2 separate regions of the Mus musculus genome follow, and region 2 is linked to region 1. The links are chromatin contacts, called in public HiChIP or PLAC-seq maps. All regions are on one chromosome and are shown on one strand. Each heading gives the region's core, a stretch centred on a gene start, on an enhancer-like site or on the middle of the called end of the contact. The rest is flanking DNA. Distances are from core to core; before and after follow the strand shown.

Region 1 (4,979 bases), core at 1,680-4,179:
ACACACTGTGTCATAGGTGACAAGCCACGTCAGTGCTGTGACACGGGTAAGCTTAATGGTGAGTAATGGCTAACTGGGAGGGTATTTAGGCAGCCTTGTCTGTCAGCCTGTTCATATGATCTCCTTAGTGCCTTGTCATCTTGGAAAAGGACAGTTCCAAATTCTAGGAGCGGGGGCTAGTCTCTGTCCTGCTCTGTAAGCCCAGGGGACCCAATGAGGCCTCATCTATGGGTGCTCAGCTCTAGGATGGGGAAGAAAATGGACAAGATGCCTACTGACGGGAACACAGGCTTTTCAGTCAGACCCTAGCCTCCAGCCCCCAATCCAGAGGACAGCCACACAGGGGTCCAGGCCTGCAAAGGGCAGCAGACCTGAGGGCAAGGGAGTTTCAGCTCAGTGAGCAGTCATCGGGAGACATGGCAGTCAGCTGTGTCGTCCACGGTTCATGTTCCTAATCAGAGCAGGGCCTGGAGAGCCAGGGCAGTGAGTGCATACAGCCAGGACACCTTGGGCGTTAGGACAAAACAAGGACTGTTTCTGCCTCCAGCTCTTCTCAGGCCACTCGTGCCTTGCCTAGGAAGGGTAAGAGAGCACAGATGGGAAGGATTCGGAAACTGTCAACTCCCTGTCCTCTCCCCATACCTACCCGCGGGAAACAGCACCCAGCAGTCTGGTCCTGCAGAACTGATGGCTGCAAGCTGTCAAAGGCTTGTATGGCACCATCTGCGGAGTGCAGAGATCCAGAGAAGGCTTGGCCAGGAAACCCTAGAAACTACCCCACTCCCTTGGGACAAAAAATAAGACACCCTGGAACCTGCAAGGCATGGCCTGAGATGGAAGGTCACTGTGCTAAGAATGACCCACAAACTGCTAGTGAGGTTGACAAGGGCTGCCCCCTCTCCCTTTACAGGTGAACACAATCGGGATTAATAAGAGTTTAACTCTCAGCTACTAAGTGGCAGAGACAGGCTTCAAACAGACCCCCAGAAATCTGGAACTGAGCCATTCCACCCAGAGGCAAGAACAGCAGAGGTAAGTTGGGCACACATGGAAGAAAGGGCCACCCCATTAGTGTCAAAAGGGAGGCCAACTTCAGGCCATTGGACACGTTTTAACGCTGACTTCCACCCATGTACCATGGCATGTGCACACTGTCCATCGCCCACACCAAACATGATGCGACGTAAATAAGACCCACGGGCCAGGCAGCTTGGATTGGGCCACAGACATCCGTGGTTCCCCGGGACCTCCAGGCCCCCTCACCCAAGCAGGGGTTCCTTGTAAAGAGCTTGCGGAAGGCTTCGCATTCTTCGCGCCGGTTTCCACTGGCCGCACAGCCGCACCAGGGCGCAACGCGCGCGCTCACGTTGTCCAGGTAGTTGGGGGTGACCACGGTGCCTGCGGGGGACCCCCAGGGCGTGTGACCGGCGCCCCGAGTCTGCCTCCGCCGTCCCGCCCGCCCGAGGCCGCCCAGCCTACCTATGAGGCCTGCGTAGACGCGCAGACAACGCGGGCCCCCCTCCTCCGGGCAGCGGTCGCGGGAGCCGGGCGCGGGAGCGCATGAGGCCTGGAAGGCAAGGAGACGGGGCCTGCGCGCGCCCGGACGCGGGTGAGCGGCCCAGCCCGCCCCGCACGCACGCACCGGCACAGGCGGCTGCGCTCGCAGCGCTCCAGGGGCTCCAGGCAAGAGGGCGGCACCAACCCCGGGCCGGAGAACGCGCAGGCGGGCGCGAAAGTCTGGCGCCGGCGCTCGGCGCACGCGGAGCCTTCGCAGCCGCAGAAGAGCAGCGCATGCGTGAGCGCCGGAGGCCCACGCGCGAAGAAGCGGCGCAGGGCTCGGCGGCAGCGGGAGCGCACGCAGCCCCCGGGTCCCGGCCTGCCCCCGGGCGCTGCCCGGCCCAGGCATCGTGCCACGTACTCAGAGCGCAGCTGCTGGCACCGCTCGTCTGCTGTACACGCCTCGGCCGCGTCCACGCAGCGATTCCCGTCGGTAAAGCTCGCAGACCCTGGTGAAGGGCGGGCAGGCTGCAGTCCTCCGTGCTTGGTTCTCCACATTCCACACCCTTGAATTTTTGGGGAAGGGGTACCCAAACCCAAGGGGAGAGAGTGTGGCCCATAGGCGTGACCCGTTGATCTTGAAGAAGGGGCATGAGCAGGCACTAGGGATATCTATCTACCCAGGATGTGAATGGATGCAGTATTCAGAGATTGGGCCTGACCTTTCCCCAGAAGCTGAGGTTCAGCCTCCACCACCATCTCCAGAAATGGCCCATGCATCCACAGAGGGGCTACTGGGCCCCTACTATCCTCCCCAGCTCTGCCTGACAGGACACTGAGGCTTAATGGACACATTAATCATAGCACTCCCCATTCTCCTCTTGACACGCGGATGGTCCCTTCTCTGACACATGGAAACCCCGTGAGTATATCTACAGGTTTCTGGCCCTCCTCCCATCCTGACCTGTGCCTCCTGACCCCTGTCCACATGCTTCTTTATTGGTCTAACTCAGCTCAATGAGAGGGACTCTGGCTCCGGACCACAGAAGGGGATTGTGAGCATTGGATTCTCGACAGGTATTGTATATTGAACAGCACATTCAGACCCTGGCTTCCAGAAGTAGATTCAGACAGACCAGACCCCTGATGGCAGACCGTCCTGAGACAGACCTGACCGTTTATCAGTAGTTTCAGTGAAGACTTATATAACTTATGTCACAGATGACAACCCATTCCGGGGAAAGAGAATGCCTGCCTCTGTTGGAGTAGCAGCTGTGTCCGAACTTGCCAGTGGACATACGTAAATCCAGCCAAGTCACCAAATTCAGGTTTATGACACTTCCTTTTCCCACCTTCTTACCTCTCTGGCTTCCCAGACCCAGGAAAATCGCCTGACCTGGCCTCTCATCCATCAAATGTGCTCTTCTCAACATGGCGTGTCTCTGCTCTAAGAGCCACCATGAATCAGTAGGGGACTCCCAAGAGCAGGAGCTCTGAGGACCACATTTGGTCAGGGGGAGGAAAGGAAAAAGAAAATCCCCGGGGCACAGGTATCAAGGCTAGATTTGGGAAGGGTGGCTCAGCTGAATGGGAAGATGGGGTACAAGGCATTGCACAGCGGGGGTGGCATATTGCGACAGATCCTCGGCCACAAAGCACAAGCCAATTTTGAGCATCCCTTCAGCAACCCAGCCTTTTCTTTGGTCACTTTTACAATCCCACCTTGTCCCTGATGGTTAGGGCTAGAGAGGGCAGGGGCCAGGGCCAGGGCCAAGGAGGAGACAGGCTCTCACCCAGCAGCAACAACAGCAGCAGTGCAGACTCCATGCAGTGGGCCATGACGATTGGCAGAGAGAGCCCCAGTTGGACAGATGTCTCTTCCTAGGACCAGCTAAGCCTGGAAGGCAGCAGGCACCTGCTGACAGGTGCACTCCCAGCTTTAGAGAGGAAATAACATCCTGCTCTCTTCACTCTGTCTCCACCCCCGGACAGCACCTTCAGGTGGATCCAAAGTCACTAAGCCAGGGCCTGAAGTTACTGGATAGATCCAGAGTACTGGACTGCCTGCTGTGCACAAGCCATTGGCTCCTAGTGGGAACAGTTAGTTTCTCCTGGGGACAGGGGTAGGGGAACTTCTTGAGACTCAAAAATTAAGCAAGAATTAAACCTCTCAAGTCCAGAAGAGCTGAAACATGTGAGATTCACAAGGCCTCTCCTCAGGGTTACAGGCAACGGCTGAAAGAAGACATCCCAGCAGGCAGGCTACCCGCCAGCCCTGCACTGCTCTAGGCTCACCACCCATGTCTAAGTGGGTGATTTTTGACAATTATACCCCTGTAAGTAATTCCAATAAACTCAAATAATGAGTAAAAATAATAATAACAAATTCCCCCCAAATAAGTATTTGCCAAGTTGAACTTTGATGGATTTATTTCTCTGGCCCAGTGTCAGTTGCCTGTCTAAGATGAAGAGGCATGTGTGTTGTCTCTCCTCAGGAAGCCTCTGACAAGGCATGCACTCACCACACAGGCACATGCACACATACACACACACACACACACACACACACACACACACACACACACACACACGTGGGGTTGCTACACTCAGCTTTTAATGGTTTTGCTGGGGGTTGAACTCGGGTTCTCATGCTTGTGTGGAACTTCACCAATGATGTCATCTCCCCAGGCCCTCTGCACCAGGAACCTTGGTGTTAACCAGGGTCATTCTGTGGGAAAGGGAAAGAATTGACTGCCCAGGAAAAACAGACCAAACAAGAGGCCGTCGGGAACCATTTTACAGAGCACGAGTTGACATCTAACTCCAGGATAGGAAGGGTAACCAAGAGTTGGGAGTCCTCCTGAGGGCTCGAAGAGAGGCATTTTTGACTCCTGAGTCCCATTTCCCTTACCTTCTCAAGGTCCACCCTGCCACCATTCCCTCGAGAAGGGGAGCAACCCTTTTAGGAAGCCCGTCCCAACTTCCCCTGGATGTTTAAACTCTCCTTCACCTTATCCCCATTTTTCATAAGAATTCTCACTAGTTATTTCCTGGACTATTTCTACTGAGTTAGTCTTACATTTTCTTCTGGTCAGATTAAGACAGCATTGTAAAGCAGATTTTATGTGTCTGTATGCATGTTACCCGAGGCCAGAAGAGGGCACCAGCTCTCGGAAGGCTGGTTGCTGGAAACCAAACTCTCTTCCTCTGGAAGAGCTGGGCAGGTGTGGAGGGGGCAGGGCAGGGCAGGGCAGGGCAGGCCAGAGTGGGCTTGTTGGGGGATGGTTTTGTGCACTGTTGTTCAGATGCTGACTTCTTTACCGCAGACATCTGGTTGCAGTCTGGAAGATAGCCATCTCCCGATCTCAATGTTGTGTAAACATTGTTTTCCATCACCTCTGATTGGTTAATAAAAGAGCTGGTCAGCCAATTAGCTGAGCAGAAGAGATAGGGAGGGACTTCCAATCCCAGTCATGGGGTCC
Region 2 (5,030 bases), core at 732-3,231, 390 kb after region 1:
ATTGCTGATTCCACCAGCATCTAGTGGCCCAAAAAGTCTAATGGAGGGAAGGTGGGCCACAGGAGATGACAAACAAGTGGTCTGGTGATGTAATAGTCCCTTCCCTTTGTTACTTTATTATGACCAACAACTCTCAGACATATCTAGTAAACTACCATCTTACCCAGAAGCCCTTTCTCTCTGCTCTTATTCAATAGAGTGTTTGATGTCTTAGCTAGAGCTAACACATCCTACAGACGGATGGATGTCTATAGAAAGAGATTAACAGCTAGTGAGAGGAACTAATGGCTAGTGAGAGAGCTCAAAGGGAAAGGAATCAAATTCTTCCAAACTGCAGATGATAGGATTCTATACTTAAGATGTCTAAAGACTCCAGCAGAAAAATGCTTAAAATTAATAAACGTTTTCAGCTAAGTGTCAGGATATAAAGTCACATACCCCAAACACTAGCTTTTCTAGTATATTCACATGCCTATTCCTAATCAGCTCTCCTCGATACTCTAGAGTTCCTATACACTGGTATACCTGCATAGTGATTGTTGGGGTCCAGGGATTGCCTCACAAACCACATGGGCACTGATGGAAGTCAGATAGGGAGAGTTTATTGAGCATAGATCCCAGGATTGATCACCAGGGCCATGGTCCAGATTTGGGAACTGAACCATGACCCTGAATTAAGATCCCACAGGGTTTTTAAGCCCCAAATCCACAAACATCTGTGCTAAGTTGTTTCACCAAACAGGATGAGGGATAGGGGATTTCCTTAGGAATATGTCTTTGTTGTACACTTATCCTGCTTCCATTGGTTAGGGTATTCAATTGTGGCAAGAGACTTGCCTTGTCTAATACTCATGTCCTAACTTACCAACCAAGATGTCAGTTACCCACGTACATGTCTCTCTCTGCCAGGTAAGATGTCAGTTCCCAGGGGGTCTTGGGAACTTAAACTTCACTAGACTACTCAAAATGGAAGTCTTATGTTGGGGTCTATCCTGGGGCAGCTTTATAGTCACAGGAAGTATTGTTGGGTGGTTGACTCGGGTCCAAGCTTATTGTGGGTAACCATACAAAACAGTTCTATTGACTTTTATTGTGAATGGTTTCCAAGGGCACAGAACATAACAGAGTATGTAATCAATCATGGCATTAGAAAGTATCCTAGCAACAGCAGAAATATATGAGAAAGTTTCTTTAGAAACTGGCAGGCTATCCACGTAACAATTACCTAGGCCTTAAATCTTACCTAGGTTTTAACGATCCATTTAGGCCTTAATATTTTATCCAGGCATTAACAGTGATAGGAAATAAATAACAACAAACATAGTATGAAATCAAGAAAGCAATATATTCACAACAGCTCCAAAATAATACCTAAGGGGCTAGAGAGAAGGCTTAGTGACTAAGAGTATGGACTGCTCTTGCAGAGGACCTGGGTTTGGTTCCTAGCTTACATGTGTTAAGTAGCTTACAGTTGCCCAAACTCCAGCTTCAGGAGATCTGATGGCTTCAGTGAGAGAGATCAACTGCTCTCTTGCTCAAGACCGTTGGCTAGTAAGCACATGATACGCAGCATCATTAGCCACGATGGAAATGAAAACAGAAGCAGGTGAGCAATCATATTCACAATGAAAAGTTAGGAAGTGACAAGCATTGCTGAAGATGAACAGAAACAGGAGCCCTTCATACCCTGCTGGGCAGCCGTTTTGGACACTAACTAGTAGTTCCCTAAATAGTTAAACCATGGACAACATTAACATAAGATTCCACAATTGCACTCTTGGGCATATGCAAGAAAAACGAAAATACGTGTTCAGGCAACGATCTGTACCTGGGAATGTTTGGGGTGGGGTGGGGTGGCGTGGGGTGGGGATTTCCTTTCCGTTGCTTTGATGAATCACTGACCAAATGCAGCTCAGGGGAGGAAACAGTTTACTTGGCGTATACTTCCTGGTTGCAGTCTGTCATTGAGGGACGGCAAGGCAGGACTCTAAGCAGGAACCTGAAACAGAAACCATAGAGGGGCATTGCTTAACGGCTCACTCACAGACCCATGTTTAGCTAGCTTTCTCATACAGTTCAGGAATACCTGCCCAGGCAATGGTGCTGCTCACTGAGGCCTGGACTCTCTTCCATCTATTAATAAACAGGGTGCTCCCCCACAATCATCTCCGCAAGCCAATCTTATCTGGGCAATCTCTCAATTGGCACTCCCTTCCCAGGTGACTCTAGGCTGTGCCGAGAGTTTACAGTTAAAGCTGACTAGGGCGGATGGAGGCTTCTGCCATCGTGGGAGCTGTCAATCAGCCCTGGCTGCCTTGAGTTCCTCTGTGCTGCTCCATGTTGTAGCCATCAGAATTGAGCCCCTCAACCACAGGTCTCAGACACCTGTAGGGTTGATTAACGCCACACTGAGATCCTGACTCTGACTGTAGGTCTGAGGTGGCCCGAGAATGCTCTTTTCTGTGAGTCTGGAGACTGTACTTGGAGGGCCTACGGGTCCTCATCAGGTGCCTATGGTTTCCAGAGCTGAGTACAGAGATGCCTGTGAGAGTGGGCAGGGCTTCTGGGGGAACAGGACCTTAAAACCTTAAGTACTCAAAGGAACATCCTTCCCAAGGAGATAGGGCTTTGGGAACCTCAATGTGACAGTCGCCTTTATGTTGTTTCTGCATCTTTAATAATAGAAAGTATTCTGTACCACTGACCTAAGCCCTCCTGACTTAATTCAGTTGCTTCAGGGGTAACTCTTGGAGACTTTTCCTCTTAGGGGCTGGCTCTATATCCCAAAATCCTAACCCCAATGACTCAGAATTTGAAATAATTTGAGACAGGGTTTAGAGGTGATTTAGTTAAAATGACAGAAGTGAGCCCTGCCTGAGACAGTATGGTTGGTGTCCACATAAGAAATCTGGATGTGGACATACAGAGAGACCATGCAAAGTCACAGGAGGGAAGAAAGTGACCATCCACAAACCAAAAACACAGCCCCAGATGAGACAACTCTATAGCAATGACTTTTCACTTCCAAATTTCAAGAAAACAAATTTCCATTGTTCAAGCCACTTGTGCTGAGTAGTGTTCCACCAAACTGACACAGCGGATACTCTCCTTACAAGGTAGTTGATGTGGCTAACATGCAGCAGGACAAGGCCTTCATAGATTGAAGCCATCATAGAGGGTTTATTTAAGAAGGGGTTCACAGCTAGGGTTTTCTGAAAGATGTCAGCTGAGGAACTGTCTCTATCAGATCGACCTGTAGGCAAGTCTGCACAGGGCATTTTCTTGATTCATAATTAATGTAGCAGGGCCTACCCTACTGTAGTTAATGCCACTCCTGAACAGGTGGCCCTGGATTGTGTAAGAAAGAAGGCTGAGCAAGCCATGGGGAACACCACTCCATAGCCTCTGTATCAGCTCCTGCCTCCAAGTTCCAGTGATGGGCTATGACTTGTAACTCCCCTCCTCCAGCTGCTCTTAGCTGTCATGTTTGCTGCAGCATTGGAAAACAAATTAAGACATCACCCATTTGTGGTACTTTGTGATGGTCCCCCTAGTGAACTAACATAACATCACTGATGCCATAGAGAAACTTGGGTGTGGCCAGGCTCTTGCTTGCAAAGACTATGATAGCAGAGATGCTGACAAACCTTGAGGAAGGTGGTAATTGTAAATTGCAGCTCTCTACAGGAGTCAGAAGGCTGACTAAGCAGCAGTTGGGATGGTGCTGAGCAGGTGCATCAGCCCTTTATAAAACAGCAAAATGTGTTTTAGAGGCTTCGTGGACTATAATTTCAATGATATTGATATGGGGGCCTTTATGAGCAAGACCACAACTCAGAATTGGTTCAATCTACTGAGAGGCACTGTCTACTCTTTTCAGGTGGACTAGTAGACTATCAGTGCAGGAGTAGTGTCATCCCCTTCTTAAATAAACCATCTAGAATGGTTTCAATCCATAAAGGCTTTGTTCTACTGCATGTTAGCCACATTAACCATGCTATAAGGAGAGTAAGAAGGTCTGTGGGGTTCCCTTTGTGAATTTGGCTGTTAAACCACAAAGACTTAATTTTATTACCCACTGGATTAAAGACTTACACCCTCTCTGGGATGTTTTAAAGGCCACAAATACCACTACAGCTGTGAACTCAGGTGTAGTGGCTATTCCTGGTTGTCAACTTGATTGTATCTGGGATGAACTACAATCCAGAATTGGAAGGCTCTCCAGTGACCCTAATCTGGAGGCTGGGAGATAGAAGTTTCTGACCTGGATCTTGGTATGGAGATCTTGAGGCGTAGTGGCTATGGATTCCAGAAGATTAAGATAGGGAGATCTCGTACTCACTGATAAGTGGATATTAGCCCAAAACCTAAGATACCCAAGATATAAGATAAAATTTCCTAAACACATGAAACTCAAGAAAAATGAAGACTGAAGTGTGAACACTATGCCCCTCCTTAGAAGTGGGAACAAAACACCCTTGGAAGGAGTTACAGAGACAAAGTTTGGAGCTGAGATAAAAGGATGGACCATGTAGACACTAGCATATCCGGGGATCCATCCCATAATCAGCTTCCAAATGCTGACACCATTGCATACACTAGCAAGATTATGCTGAAAGGTCCCTGATATAGCTGTCTCTTGTCAGAGTATGCCTGGGCCTAGCAAACATAGAAGTGGATGCTCACAGTCGGCTATTGGATGGATCACATGGCCCCCAATGAAGGAGCTAGAGAAAGTACCAAAGAAGCTAAAGGGATCTGCAACCCTATAGGTGGAACAACATTATGAACTAACCAGTACCCCGGAGCTCTTGACTCTAGCTGCATATGCATCAAAAGATGGCCTAGTCGGCCATCACTGGAAAGAGAGGCCCATTGGACACGCAAACTTTATATGCCCCAGTACAGGGGAACACCAGGGCCATAAAAGGGGAGTGGGTGGGTAGGGGAGAGGGGGTGGGTGGCTATGGGGGACTTTTGGTATAGCATTGCAAATGTAAATGAGCGAAATACCTAATAAAAAATGGAAA

What was found. HiChIP or PLAC-seq counts read pairs in DNA pulled down with a chosen protein or histone mark.
Region 2: a FOXA1 HiChIP or PLAC-seq map of pancreatic cancer cells shows a contact between it and region 1. The contact joins the enhancer-like site here to the promoter of Gfra4 in region 1. A contact is called at or near these places in 8 of 39 promoter capture datasets (the C10 cell line, cranial neural crest, embryonic stem cells and 5 more), 2 of 15 datasets of contacts at CTCF or cohesin (embryonic stem cells and large pre-B cells), 7 of 484 Hi-C or Micro-C datasets (B cells, the G1E-ER4 cell line, differentiating embryonic stem cells and 3 more), 9 of 115 datasets of contacts at active chromatin or transcription factors (embryonic basal ganglia, embryonic hindbrain, embryonic stem cells and 4 more) and 2 of 9 other capture datasets (adipose tissue and liver).

What each region holds. Positions count from the first base shown.
Region 1 is chr2:131,039,753-131,044,731 of GRCm38.p6, forward strand. Gfra4 (glial cell line derived neurotrophic factor family receptor alpha 4) reads right to left here and starts at 2,930. Exons shown (of 6, transcript NM_020014.2): 1 at 2,858-2,930; 2 at 1,643-2,006; 3 at 1,480-1,589; 4 at 1,264-1,398; 5 at 647-723; 6 at 1-573. The coding sequence starts at 2,930. The coding sequence ends at 424. It overlaps Mir6973b (microRNA 6973b), which reads right to left and starts at 646; the gene lies at 567-646.
Region 2 is chr2:131,434,355-131,439,384 of GRCm38.p6, forward strand. It overlaps the pseudogene Gm14304. Among named protein-coding and RNA genes, the nearest start is that of Smox, 55 kb to the right of the region's middle. Within about 2 kb of position 1,982, at least 76 of the 459 cell types and tissues checked have an H3K27ac peak or open chromatin away from gene starts, as enhancers often do. A contact at or near this core is called in pancreatic cancer cells and uterus, where this site is marked.